Regions from separate parts of the Rattus norvegicus genome. Here region 1 is linked to region 2. The links are chromatin contacts, called in public Hi-C maps. All regions are on one chromosome and are shown on one strand. The core of a region is the stretch at or near the end of the contact, and the rest is flanking DNA. Distances in the headings are between cores, read along the strand shown.

Region 1 (6,603 bases), core at 818-3,317, 230 kb after region 2:
AAATATAAAGTTGATGACCGAACAGGAACGTTGGGGGAGCATCCAGAGGGCTTTAGGGCCATGACAATATATGCTGGCACTGGGCATTGGGGGAGCATCCAGAGGGGGTTGGGGCCATGACAATCTATGCCAACATTGGGGTCATATTGTTTTCACATTCATTGGAGTAGAAAGCTATCCTTCAACCCCTCTCCCCCCTTCTATTGCCTCAGCTCTTTGTCCAGCCACCTTGAGATAGACTTACAGGGTCTGCTTTGAATGCACATACATGGCCCCTCAGCTTGCCTAGAAAGTGCTGTTCCTTTACTGGCCCCGGCAACTGTTTTGAAAAATTGAGTGTGACCTTCCAACTGTGTCTAGCACATCAAAGTTAAACAGCCCTAACTACAAACCTGCTCTGGTTCTCCTAAGTGTGCACTGTAAACATTGATAGGGACAGGCTGCCAAACAGGGGGAAAAGTTTCTTAACTCCTTGTGGAGTGGAAGAGAAAAGCTACAACTGAAACAACAAGGACCCGGTGCTTTTTAAGAGCATTAAAATTAACATCCTAGGGGTTGGGGATTTGGCTCAGTGGTAGAGCGCTTGCCTAGCAAGCACAAGGCGCTGGGTTCGGTCCCCAGCTCCAAAAAAAAAAAAAAAAAAAAAAAAAAAAAAAAAATCCTAATTAACCTAAGGCTCTTCTAAGAGATCCCTCCCTCCAACTACTTGGGATGGGGTGAACAGAAGCAAGCCCTTCTGGTTTTCCCCCAGATACGTCATTGAGGAACCCCCAGATCGAACTTTTAGGAAAGCGATGGGAAGCCAGCCTGCTGTTTGGAAGAGGTGAAGCGCAGCTCTAATCTCTACAAATCGTCTGGCTAGCCCTTGGCCAGCCCTTGGGATCCATGTCTTTCACTCCCGGGCCCATAACATGATCCCCCTTCCAGCGTCCCGGAACTCAACCCTCAGGGAGACCTCGGGTTCTTAGAAGTGGAACATCAGTGTCGTCCAGGTGTCAGCATTGCTGCTGTCTCCACTCAACGCCACTGGGACCCAGGCTCCCGGTGCTTTTCCCCAGGAGCCTGGCTGCGAGGTCAGAAGCCCATGCTCACGCTCCGCAAGTTCTCTGGTACCTCACTTACCCGCTCTCCCTGGACTCTGGGTGCTGTCTATCCCTGCTCTGGGTTCATCTGTCTTGGCCCCTTTTGGGGACCCCTCCCTTCACTCAGCTGCCCTATTGCCTTCCATTGCGAGGGCACAGTTTCAGGACCACTGCCCTCGCCTCCCTTGGAGTCTCCTTTGCTCACTCTCTGTCTCGGTCCCTCTAGGGTCCCCTTCCTTCGCCCCGCTGCCTGGGTTCTCTCAAGTCAACTTGTTCAGTCTGCAGTCCCGGCCCCTCCGAGTGCCCCTCTTTGGATCCCGTCCGCTTTTCCCACCGGTCCATCTGGGGCGGATCTCCTCGCTCACTCCAGGGTAGGTCGCAGTCCCTCCGGAGTTCTCCCGCTTATCCCACGGCCCCGAGTCCCTCTTCAAGTCGCCTCGCTAATCCCATTGCTCTGTCCTGTCTTGGGGTCCCCTTGCCTTCCCGCGGCATTCCTCGGTCCCCTCCTCATCCAGCTTTCCCCATCTCTCGTCGGGTCTCCTCGCTCACCGCATTCCCCTCGGAGTTCACTCCTCATCCCACTGTCCCTGTTCCCATCCTGGTCCTCTCACTCTCCCGCGGTCCCTCTCGGGGTCCCCTCCTCACTCCCTGTCCCGGTCCTCTGGCGCACTGGTAGAACCGCTAGCAACTCCGCTCCCGGGATGCTCGCGGCCGTTGCGCCGGGACTCGGGCTGTCACTCTGGCGCCCGCGCTCTCACCTCAGCGCTTGTCAGCCGCGGCCCCGGCGCCGCCGCCTCCTCTCACTGGTGCCCGGAGTCGCTCTCGTGCTGGGTCTTCGCGTGCTGGGTCCCCACGCGCAGCCTCCGCCCGCGAGTCCCCGTTGCGCCTCACTCTCCACGCAGGACCCTAGGCTGCCTTCGCTGCTGCTGTCCGAGGTGCGGCTCCGCCAGGGGTGACCAATCGCACCCGACTGCGCGGAGCGCGCCCCGCCCCCACTCGACCCCGCCCACCGACTCCGCCCACAGCCATGCTCTGATAGGCTCTCTACTGACCTTCCCTGATCGCCGCTCTCCGGGTCCAGGCCGCATATAGGCGTTCGATTACTCTTGCCTGAGAAACCAGAGCGGTCGATGGATCCAGGGGATTGGCGGAGCTGACTGTGGGCGGCGCTAAATGGGCGGGGCTTTCTCTATCGCGGAAGCTCTCTGCACTTGGGTTACGGGTGGCTCTCTTCGGGCGCGGTCAGCCTTGTTTGTGCTGCGCCAGGGTCAAAGTTCGTGGCTATTTTCCTCACGCCTTGGCTTGTCTTGGGAGACCACCTTGGGAGAGCTCGTGAGGTCGACCGGGTCTCTTGCTGGATTTTTCACAGCTCCTGGTCATCCTTAAGGGACACTTTCCGCCTGGCGCTTGTCAATATTTCCTGCTCGCAGACCGGGGAATTGCGTTTCCTTGCTTTGCGTTCAGTGGACCTCAGTTTACTGCTAGAGAAAAACAAAAAGTGTGGACCCAGCTAAGTGCTTAACGGGGTCTGGGCACATTTTAAAGTGGATGCCATGTGAATACCAATACTCTGTAGGCAGAGGCAGGAAGGTCGCCTCAAGTTTGAACCCAGTCTGGGGTATCTGGCTAGACCTTGTCTCAATAGTCAAGTTAAAAAAAAAAAAAGAAAGATACAAAGAAAGAACGAAAGAAAGAAAGAAAGAAAGGGTGAAAAAAAAGAAATACTCATTTTGTGAGTTTTGACTACAACTGTTAGACGAGGAGTTGGGTCTAGGGGGACCACGTGGGCTTTGGCAAAACTCCAGCAAACATATCCAACTTAATCTTTCAGGGCCACAGGCTTTAATAACCCAAAGGCGGAAAAGGCGAAGGCTGGTGAGCTTTGACCCCAACTGCAACCTGCAATAACCTGGCTGTATCCTAAGCCACGCTGAAACATAGTGCTTGCCAGAGATTAAAGTACACCAGGACCTGTCTTATATTTTTGTGGAAATGGCTAGGTTGTTTCAGTTGACCGTGAAAGCTCAAAGCAGTTTTCTGCAGGGACACATTTTCACCGTCAGTCTCATTGGACGTAGACATTCAACTCCTAGTCAACGCTCTACTTCAAAAATATCTATCTGGGGTTGGGGATTTAGCTCAATGGTAGAGCGCTTGCCTAGCAAGCGCAAAGCCCTGGGTTCGGTCCCCAGCTCCAAAAAAAAAAAAAAAAAATCTGTCTGTCTGTCTGTCTGTCTATCTATCTATCTATCTATCTATCTATCTTTCGGAGATATAATTGAGATATGATTGGCTCTCATTATGTAGCCCAGGATAGCCTACTGGCCTAGAACTCTCTGTAGGGATCCGTTGGCCTTGGGCTCATAGGGATCTGCTTGCCCCTGCCTTGCTGCTGCCTATTTTTTTTTTTTTTTTTTTCTTTTAAACGTACTGGGGATTGAACCTAGAGACTCAAACATGTAAAAAAAAAAAAAAACAAAAACAAAACAAAAAAAAAAAACTGCTCGCTTGTGCCCCCCCCTCCTGTATCCTCCAGCAATTTGCATCCTAAACGTTGTTTGCATATCAAACTTCATCCGGGTGGTCTGACTGAGTACCCTATTTGGGAGAAGTGGTGGAGGACTTTAAGGAGCGAAACTTGATTTTGAAGGACACTTAGGTTTTACAGGCCATGATGAAATTTGGTGGAGCCCAAAGTCAGGAGGGATTTTGAAAAGTCGATCTTCCCTCTTCGCTAAGGAGCACTTAGGAACCTACTCCTTGGGCCAGCTCTACAGTCTTCATGGAAGCAAATTGTCATCATCCAACTGTTTGTGTCTCTGTAACCGGTGCGAAACAGAAAGGCACGAATATTAACCCTGGCTGTCTGTAATCAGGGAGACAGAAATAACACTTAAACACAAACAAGATTACAGTGAAAGGGGCCCAGCTTCTTGCAACTATTTAGTAACAAACCCAACTCTTTCGTTTCATTGTATCAATGGATTCTGAGTTCAAAACAATGATACCCATTGTCTTTGTTGCTTTATGAATAGTATTACCAATTGGGAGCTGTTATCCCACATGGTGGTGGAGTGCAAATAGTTTACATGCGATTCAACAGCTTACACACACACACACACACACACACGTCCAAGCACACACAGGAAGGTGACCTCATCCTTTGGAGAAGAGACAGCTGAGGCTGGGCTGGAAGGACTCTTGTAGAGAAGGGGTTTCAGATCCCTGAACTGCTGGAAAAGCCATCCTGGTCTTACATTCTGGACATTCTTGCATTTCACACAGAGGAACTCTCCCTTACAAGGAGAGCCAAGTTTTAATTAAAACAAGGTAGCAAATAGGAAATGTCAAAATAAATGGGACCCAGAACGAATGTTCTCATTCTTAGATGTCTCTCTGGGGGCCAGTGTGGAAATACATTTGATCCCAGAGGCTGTGAGAAGCAGAACACTGTCCTTGGTCCCACCCCGTCCTCCCCTGTGTTCCTATCTGCTCAGCCTTGATGCTTGTTCTGTTTTCTGTGAAGATTTGAGTTAACTGGATTGGGTTCCTCTGGGCACATCTTCCCTGCCTCTCCAATTAGGGACAGAAGCTAGGGTCTCCAGCATGCCAGGCAAGTGCCCTACCCACCCATATGCATCCAGAGCCCTCCTTTTTTTTTTCAAACTTGGGTCTCACTAAACTGTCTGGCCTCGAACTCATTCTGAGACCCAGGCAAGCCTTGATCTTGCTCTGTCTGCCTAGGATTATAGTCCTGAGCCACTAGGTAGAACCCATAGGTCTCCTCCTCCTCCTCGGTCTCCTCCTCCTCGTCCACCTCCTCCTCGTCCTCCTCTTGGTCCTCCTCCTTCCCCTTCTCCTCCTCTAAGCAAAACTGTAACACTGTGTTCCTCTTCTGGGGATGGGGAGTACAGGGCTATGCAAATTAACACATGGAGAAACTTAGTTTCATGGCTTTTTTTTTTTTTTTTTTTTTTTTGCTTGTTTTCCAGACAGGGTTTCTCTGTGTATCCCTGACTGTCCTGGAACTCGCATTGTAAACCAGGCTGGCCTTGAACTCAGCCTGCCTCTGCCTCCCTAGTGCTGGGACTAAAGTCCACTTCGCCCAGAGTTGGCTTCTGAATGTAAGCCAATGTAGTTGCCGTAGGGAAATGCTCTATTTATTTACGTGAAAATTAGCAGATTAGCAAGTTAGTGTTTTAGGTCAGAATACCTTAAAAAATCATGTTCGAGGAAACACAAGATGGCTCTCCCTTGGACAGTCTGCATCTGAGATTCTAAACTGATACCACCGTTTTCTTTTTTTGAAAAGAGCATGGTAACTCTTTTGTTCATTTGTAAAATCGGGAGAACAGCTTACCCAATACATCTATTCAAAAGAAAGCACTGGCAAGGCCTAGGGTGAATGACCCGACCCGCGGATGAAATGGGAGCAAGTTGCCTTTATTGTAATTTTTAATAAAGCCCCCATTAAGACAGGGGCGCAACCATGCATCCCATTTTCTGTGTCCCACACACTCCGGCTGTCCAGGCTTCCAAGCCCACCACGGGGACAGTTTATGTCATTCACCTGCTTGAATCAGACCATGCTACCTAGACAGGGCTTTGCAAAGCCTCCGCCCATCAGGTCGCATCGATACACTTTAGTTTTGACTCCAGGCGCCGCCTGGTGGCCGTTTCCGGAAGTGTCCTCCCAACCTCCGGGTCCTGACTGCGGGCACGGCTGCCCATGGATATGCCTGACCCCAGAGACCCCTGCCTTCGCCCCTCCCCCGTGGCCGATTGAGGATTCATAAGACAGCGATGACGACGCTGCTGTGTCAGAGAACGTGGAGCCCGGCGTCTCCGCCACTCCCTCGAGGACGGCTGGATCAGGCTGTCACCGGGCAGCCTACGACCCGGAAGTAGCCCGGTGCGCGAGGCCCCCGTTGCCCAGCGCGGGCGCCGGGGGCGGAGCTCGGCGCCGAGGCAGACCGGGTGTCCGAGGCTCCGGCTGCGCGAGGTGGGGGCTGTCCGGGGCGCAGCCAGGCGGCCGCGATCTCCGCGGGACACGCTCCGCTGCGGCCCGAGGCGGCGACATGAGCGCCGCGGGGCTGCTGGCTCCGGCGCCCGCTCCGGCTGCAGCGCCGCCGGCCCCGGAGTACTACCCCGAGGACGACGAGGAGCTGGAGAGCGTCGAGGACGACGAGCGCAGCTGCCGGGGCCGAGAGTCCGACGAAGGTGCGGAGGGGATCGGGGCCCAGGGGCTGTGGGGCGGGGGTCAGAGGTCGCCAGAGCTCTTGAGAGCTAGGGATCCCTTTGAGACGGTCCCCAGCCCAGTGTCTCATTTCCGCACTTGGGTCGAGTGATGCCCGTCTTGGCTTCTTCGCTCCCAGCTCCTCTGCTCAAAATCTTTAACGCCTCTAGCTGCACTTGGGGACCTGGAATCTGGCAGATGTAAGTATTCATTTGGCCGGCACCTCTCCCAGCTTTGTGACCTTAAAGCTGTCTTGTTTACCCACCTCCTGCGGAGTAGCATGGA
Region 2 (6,897 bases), core at 1,338-3,837:
GCTCAGTTAAGCTAATGACCGTATGTACTCCTTCACGCCCTTAGCACTTTTCTCAGTGAGGGCTCTCTGGGAAACCTGACAGCGATTTTCACGAACATAACTGTTATTAACTGTAGCATCATCCTAGGTAAAGGAAGTTCTGTAAGCTTTGACCAACATTCCCCTAACCCTTCCAGGCTTTCCAACTAAACAAGGGTATGTACAGTCAGGCAGAATGGAAGGAGATTTATCAAAGGCTCTTCCCCACAAGGAAACCCCCTTTCACAGAGATGGAGGCAGGAACACGGCCGGCAGCAAGCTTGGTGATCCTTGCTTCCTGCCAGGGGACCTTTGCACTGCTAGGTCCTCCGTCAGCTTGGAGAGTTTTGACTGGCTGCTCCATCATAACTGCAGGGCTTTGTGTCCCTGTCACCTTCTTGGTGACATTCCTAACTCACCAGGGCAACTAAGGCACTGTCATTTAGCTTTCTTTACACTAGGGGATTCTGGGTTGCATGTGTGGTTAGCGTGCATCTGGGGTCTACTTCCTCCTCAAACCACCTTGCCTGTCTGTCACTAGTCACCAGCCACAAGCAGTTCCTGAGCACCCGAAGTGTGGCAGATCTGTTAAGAATATAACACATGGAACTGGAGAGATGACACGGCCGTTAAGAGCACTTGTTACGGGTTGGGGATTTAGCTCAGTGGTAGAGAGCTTGCCTAGCAAGCGCAAGGCCCTGGGTTCAGTCCCCAGCTCCGGGGAAAAAAAAAAAAAAAAAAAAAAAAAAGAGCACTTGTTACTCTGGCAGAGGACCTGTGCTCAATTTCCAGCACCCGAGTGGTAGCTTACAATTGTCTGTAACTCCTGTTTCAGGGGATCTGATGCCTTCTTCTGGCTTTTGCGGGCATCAGGTGCAAAGACATACGTGCAGGCCAAACACTCGCACACGTAAAATATAAAAAAGTAAATCTAAGAATAGCTTTTTAAAAGTATAAAGTACACACCACGCTGTAAAAACTCAGTGGTAGCGATGGCTCAGCTATTAAAGTCTATAAGCGGTTTTACTGTTCCATTCCCAGAATCACCTGGCGCTCACAACCATCTGTAACTTGGTACAAAGGCTCCGACGCCCTCTTCTGGGCCCCTCAGGCATTGCACGCACCACGTGGTGCAGACATACTGGCAGTTTAAAAAAAAACGCCCACACAAAAATTCTTCAGTCTCCAAAACATTCCTATAATTTTTGTTTCATCACATAAATGAACCAATTTGAAATATTTCAGATGTTATCCTTTTTAATTTCAACTGTTTCTTTTTTAAAATTACATATTGCTATTATATTACTGTGGGCCAGCAAGGACCTAGAGGATACCCGGAACATACCAGATTCTCAATAAATATTGGTTGAATGAATAAATTAATTATAACCACCGTTCTACTGTTTTCTATTGTAATCCTTTTACAATAGACATTATTAAGTTTGAAAAGAGGGTAAAACTCTAGCCTAGTGTCCGGCCTTTTTTAACAGGAGCTGGCAGCACCCCTACAACACAACCGTCAATCACTAGGAAAAACCTGCACTGGAACAGATTCCTATTTAAAAAGGAGTCTGATCACAGATTGCTTTGGGATACAACTTTTGAGGCATCAATAGAAATGAGAACGGAAGCTATAAAAAGAGTCACAGAAGAAAACAGTAGGGGCCATTTAAACAGAATTCTATGGGGAAGATACTGAAAGGTTTAATCTAGACAATCTAGACGGAAACCCGGAGAAGAGCTGCCGTGACACCTTTCCCTGAAAGCCTGGCTCCTGCAAACAAAGAAATGTCATTTCCTAAATGCAAAGGGGACACCACTCCAGGGAATACCCTCCTTTCAAACAACCCACCCGGCACTACAAGCCAGCGGGTGCATCCAAGTCCTCCAGACCTAGGGAAAGCTTCTACTTCACTGGAACAAGTCTGAGCCCTAGGCCTTGACTCCTAAAATTCCCCTATGGAAACTGCCTTTAAGTTCGGGTATTTGGGAACCCTGGAGTCTGGCATCAGGCCCCCCCAACCCCACACCACTATTCCGTGAGCAGATCGCGGGGACAAGGGTCCTTCGGGGAGAAGCCCCCCGGAGGGGGGAGGTGCTGCAGGTCTAACCATGCCTAGCATCTCTGCGCATTCCAGGCGGCCAGCAAGTTCATCCCATGCTCTCACTTTGAGCTTTCGTGGTGACAGCTGTGGACAAGGGCAGGGCCAGGACTGGACCTCACCCACTAGGGTGTCGGGTCCTACGTGTCACCCCGGGGAAGTCTCCCGGGCCCCACCCCGTTCCCAGACACCCACCCAGCGGCCGCCGCTACTACCGAGCCCGGGTGGGCGCTGAGGCCAGGAGCCCGGCAATGCCGCAGACGACCAGGGCCCGGCGTCCTCCCAGTGGGCTTGGGGAATGCGGCCGTCTGCCCGCCCGCCCTCTCCGGTCCCCGCGGCGGCAGGAGGCCGGCGGACGCTGCTGTCAGCGAAAGTGAAACAAAGCTGCGCTCCCGCCCCGGTCGCCGCCCCGCACTCACCTCCGGCCTCCATGAGGACGCGCGGCCCGCCCCAGGCGGCGGGCGCCTCAGCCCCCAGGGCCGCGGGCCTTCATTCCGCGCCCGCGCCGCCCGCCCCCGCCCCGCCGCGGCCGCGCCCGCCGCCGCCGCCGCCGCCGCCCGCAGAGGCCATCAGCTGCTTCCCGTCACATGGTGGCCGGCGGGGGCGGGGCCGGGGCGGGGAGCGCGCAGGGGTACGCTGGGCTGCGGAGGTGGCGGGTGGGCCGGGGAACGGGGGCCCGGGGGAACGCCGATCTGGGGGGAACGCCGGGCCGAGAGGACGGGAGGCGAGGGGGAACCACGGACTGAAGGGAAGCGGGGCCAGGGAAAGGCCGAGCCGAGGAGAAGTGATGCTGAGGGGACACGGGGCCCGGGGAACTGAAGGGATGCGGGGCCGGGGCAACGCCGTTCGGAGGGGAACGCTGGGCCGAGGGGAAGCGAGGTGGGGGAAGGGAAACACCGGACTGAAGGGACGCGGGGTCGAGGGAATGTGGGACTGGGGGAACGCGTGGCCGGGGGAACACCGGGCCGAGAGGAAACGGTGCAGAGGGGACACGAAGCCGAGGGAACGCCGGACTGATGGGACTCGGAGCCCGGGGGAACGCTGGGCTGGTGGAAGCGGAGCTGAGGGGACATGAGGCGGGAGAACACCGGGTCGAGGGGAACGTAGGGCTGGTGGGACACGAGGTGCGGGGAACACTGGGCTGAGCAGGCGGGAGGCTGAGAGGACGTGCGAGGGACCACGAAGCGCCGGGAACACCGGGCTAAGGGAACGTGAGAGTGGAGGGGTGTGGGAGGAGGGCGGAGAACTAAGACACGGGGCTGGGGGAACGCGAAGCTGATGCGACGCGGGACTAAAACACGAGGCCGGGCAGGATGGGGGTGTGAGATGTGACAGCATCTAAAGTGGAAGCCTAGAGTTCCAGTAAAGATGGGAGCCAAGGACTGGGGATGGCGTGGAGAAACCTAAGGGACATCTCGAGGCTCAGGGAAGCTGCTGGGATCATGATGCTGGGGTGCTGGGAACTGGGGGTCAGGTGGGAGCCGGAATGCTGGCCTTGACAACAGCCTGGAGAGGGAGGAGTGCTGGAGAGTCCAGCCTGGAAAAGCCAAGGGGAGGGACGACAGGGGACGTCCCCAAACCCGCCCCCCCCCCGAGATTTTCCTCCGAATGTCCTCAGACGGTGGTGTCTTGGTCCTGGCCCTGTTTATGTCAGGTGGGTTTAACTTGGAGCCAGGGTAGGAGAAAAGGGGGTTTTAATAGTTGCTTTGGTTCCTGTAGTTGTTCCTGGCTTTGGAGTTTCCCCTGGTAGTCTCCTGTCAGCACCCCCACCCCCAAACTCAAGGTCGCTCCAGTCCCTTTTCCTGTTCCCAGCCCGGACCTTTCTCAAAGTTCAATCTTCCTATTTCCTTCCTTTTTGAGTCATGGATTTCTTTCTTTCTAATGTGGAGCCAGGGAAGGAAAAGTGATGGGTTTAGTCATCGCTCTTCCATGTTTTGTGAGTCTGAAACCTTGCCTCTACATTCTTGCATTTGTATGGTTCTCTCTTCCTCTTAGCTTTTAGTCCAGGCATACTATTCTATGACCCAGTTCTCAGAATATATCCGAGGTTTACCAGTTGTCTGTTTTGAGGACATCTCCACCCCCCATCCACTCACCCACCCATGTTCATTTATGTTTTCTACTTGCCTGTCCTCTCTCTTGTCCTCCATTTTTACTTAACAGCTCCCCCATTCACTTTTGGTATGTAAAGTCATTTCTTTATAAACATGGCTTGTTCCCCACCCTCAGCCACAGGTTACCGTTTTTATTTCTGATGTCCTTGATTTCCTTAGATCCCAATTCTATTCTTCAGACTTACCCTTTCCAGTTCTTTTTAACCTGCCTTGTTTCCCCACCTCCACCATTTTCTCTTCAGTGATCTCCATTAGTACACACTGCAGAGGCCAATGGTATTATCCCTAATGTGTTTGGGTGGTTTTATCTGCATGTGTCTCGGTCTGCACGTGCTTGTGGGGTCTCCGGAGACCAGAAGAGGACATTGGAGTCCCTGGAACTGATCGACAAATGATGTCCCGTGGGCAGAGGAAATTAAGCCCAGGTCCCCTGGAAGAGCAATCAGGGCCCCGTTCCTGAGCCATCCCTCCAGACCCTCCTTTCTTTGCTTCATCTCCCAGATGTCCGTTTCCTGATGTCTTCAAAGTCTCATTTTTAATGATTTGGTTTGTTTCTATTTTGAGGTGCTGGAGACTGAACCCACATGTAGTTAATAAACACGCTTGGTGAGCTACACCCTTTCCTGTACTTAGGCACTCAATGTGCACAAGTCATGGAAAACAAAGTGGTAATGGGGGCAAAATAAAACCGCCTTTTCAGCACTCTTTACAAAGGGGTTTTTACATGCCCATTTATTTATCTCGTGTGTGTATGCAGCTAGTTGAGGGGTCCACGGTATGCTTGACATCAGGGGACAACTTATGGGAATTGGTTCTCGTCAGCCACGTGGGTCCCAGAGATTGAATTCAGGCTTGTTAGTCACCTTTACAGTCGAGTCACCTGGCTACCTGGTGCTGCTTGGTTTTTAGACCAGGTCTCATTCTGTAGCCTAGGCTGTATTAAATCACCCCAATCCTGCCTCAACTTCCCAAGTGCAGGGATTACAGGCACTGGTGTGAACCCCCGTTCTTTACACCCACTAGTAAGGCATAAGTCGAGAGCACTGAAATATATGTTTTAAAAAAGTAACTTTATTCTTTATTCCAAAGTCTTAAAAATTTATAACCTTGGAACTAAATTCCTCCCAAATTTCCCCTTTGAAATGGTAAGGTCAACCACGTTGAACCGCCTGCGGTTTTCCTTTGCAGCGGCCGGTAGGCAGTCCTGTGGTGAGAAATGCGATTGGCACTTAGTGTACAAAGCCGTACCCAGTGAAGATGACGCGTCCTTCTATGATTGTGAGAAATGGAGCTAATGCCAAAGCCACAGGCGTGCAGAGCCCGTTTCCCATGACTACTGGATTTTGAGGGAAATCAATGTGATTAAAACGACCATGAGGCGGTTTTCTTCCTACTTCTAACAAGTGGATCTCTTGAGTTAACTAATGTGTGCAGATAAGAATTATTTTTTTAAAGAGCAACACACAAGTTGTACTTTCCCATGTAACACCTTTATCTATAATGCCTTGAGATCTGGGTATGGATCTCACTAAGGGAAAGAGGGAATGTGGGCTCCAGTTTTTCACAAGTCCTTAAAGCCCTTGAGTGCCTGGGCTCTTATGTGAACCTGCCATTTTATAAATGTGCACACAGGCTAAGAAAAGCGACAATGATAACTGGCCAGGGTATCAGAACAGCATTTGGCACCAAGCCCTTGAAGCTCCCATATGCTAGTGGAAAAACCCTCAAACATTTCCTGCCACCAGGTGTGTGCACGAGAGGAAGCTGTGGGAAGCACCCAGTGATCTCACGAACGTTCACCCTGTTCCCAGCTAGCAACTTCCCATCTGACTTCTCTTTTAAAGTTGCCTCTGAGCCACAGACAAACTCAGAAACTCTATCATGGGGCCTCAAAGGAAAGGCCAGCTCCCAGGACTGATGGCAACCTGAGTAGCCCGCTGTGAAATGAAAAGATCCAGAGTGATGGATCCAGTGCTTGAGGCACCACAAAGCAAGAGAACTGCACTTCACAGCTATTCCCAAGGGCTCCAATGGATGGGCCACGCCAGGAGTGGTTTCTTCACTGCAGTCCCTGCACTCAGAGAGAACAGAGAGCCCCTCCCCACCGTGCAGGTACTTCTGTTAACCAGACTCCTCAGGAATCTTGGGCCCCAGCGTTAGGAGGTCCATAAAGCCTTAGATCATGTCCTGTTTGAGCGGGATGTGCACAAAATATAAAATGCAAATTTCAAGTCAGATTTTCATGGTTAGCACAGACTTATTGCACCCTTAGAAGATCCCTGACTTCAGAACGTTTAGATGAAATTTTAAAAAAAATAATAAAAAAATCCCCAGAACCTAGGCATCTCAAGCTGACGTCATCACCCACTACTTTCTTTTGAAACATGTCCTAGTAAGTAGGATGGAAACATACTCCCATTTCCAACACACAGACAATGAGGCCGAGTGGACCATCTGTCCAGTTCATACCCAGTGATGCTGTTAGGAAATGTTTCTCTTGCTTATAGCACAGGACACATGAAGAGAAGCCTTAGGCCCATCGTGTAGTAGGCTTCTATAACTACACGCGGCTCTGCTCTGTACTCCATGAAGGCTATAAGGAAAGGTGCACCTCTCTAGGGGAAAAAGCATAGTTGGGGTGGGGGGGGACTGAGAGTCTACAA

The links. A called contact is a pair of places that touch in the nucleus more often than the background predicts.
Region 1: a contact with region 2 is called in a Hi-C map of frontal cortex, with 1.9 times the contacts expected there. The contact joins the promoter of Taok3 here to the promoter of Wsb2 in region 2. A contact is called at or near these places in 2 of 12 Hi-C or Micro-C datasets (frontal cortex and psoas muscle) and 1 of 1 datasets of contacts at active chromatin or transcription factors (oligodendrocytes).

Annotation. Positions count from the first base shown.
Region 1 is chr12:45,132,372-45,138,974 of GRCr8, forward strand. It overlaps Taok3 (TAO kinase 3), which reads right to left and starts at 2,068. Exons shown (of 22, transcript NM_001024254.2): 1 at 1,841-2,068. Suds3 (SDS3 homolog, SIN3A corepressor complex component) reads left to right here and starts at 5,593. Exons shown (of 13, transcript XM_341092.9): 1 at 5,593-6,302. The coding sequence starts at 6,161.
Region 2 is chr12:44,896,887-44,903,783 of GRCr8, forward strand. It overlaps Wsb2 (WD repeat and SOCS box-containing 2), which reads right to left and starts at 2,588. Exons shown (of 9, transcript NM_001007616.3): 1 at 2,540-2,588. The coding sequence starts at 2,552. It overlaps Vsig10 (V-set and immunoglobulin domain containing 10), which reads right to left. Exons shown (of 11, transcript NM_001271336.1): 11 at 6,062-6,897.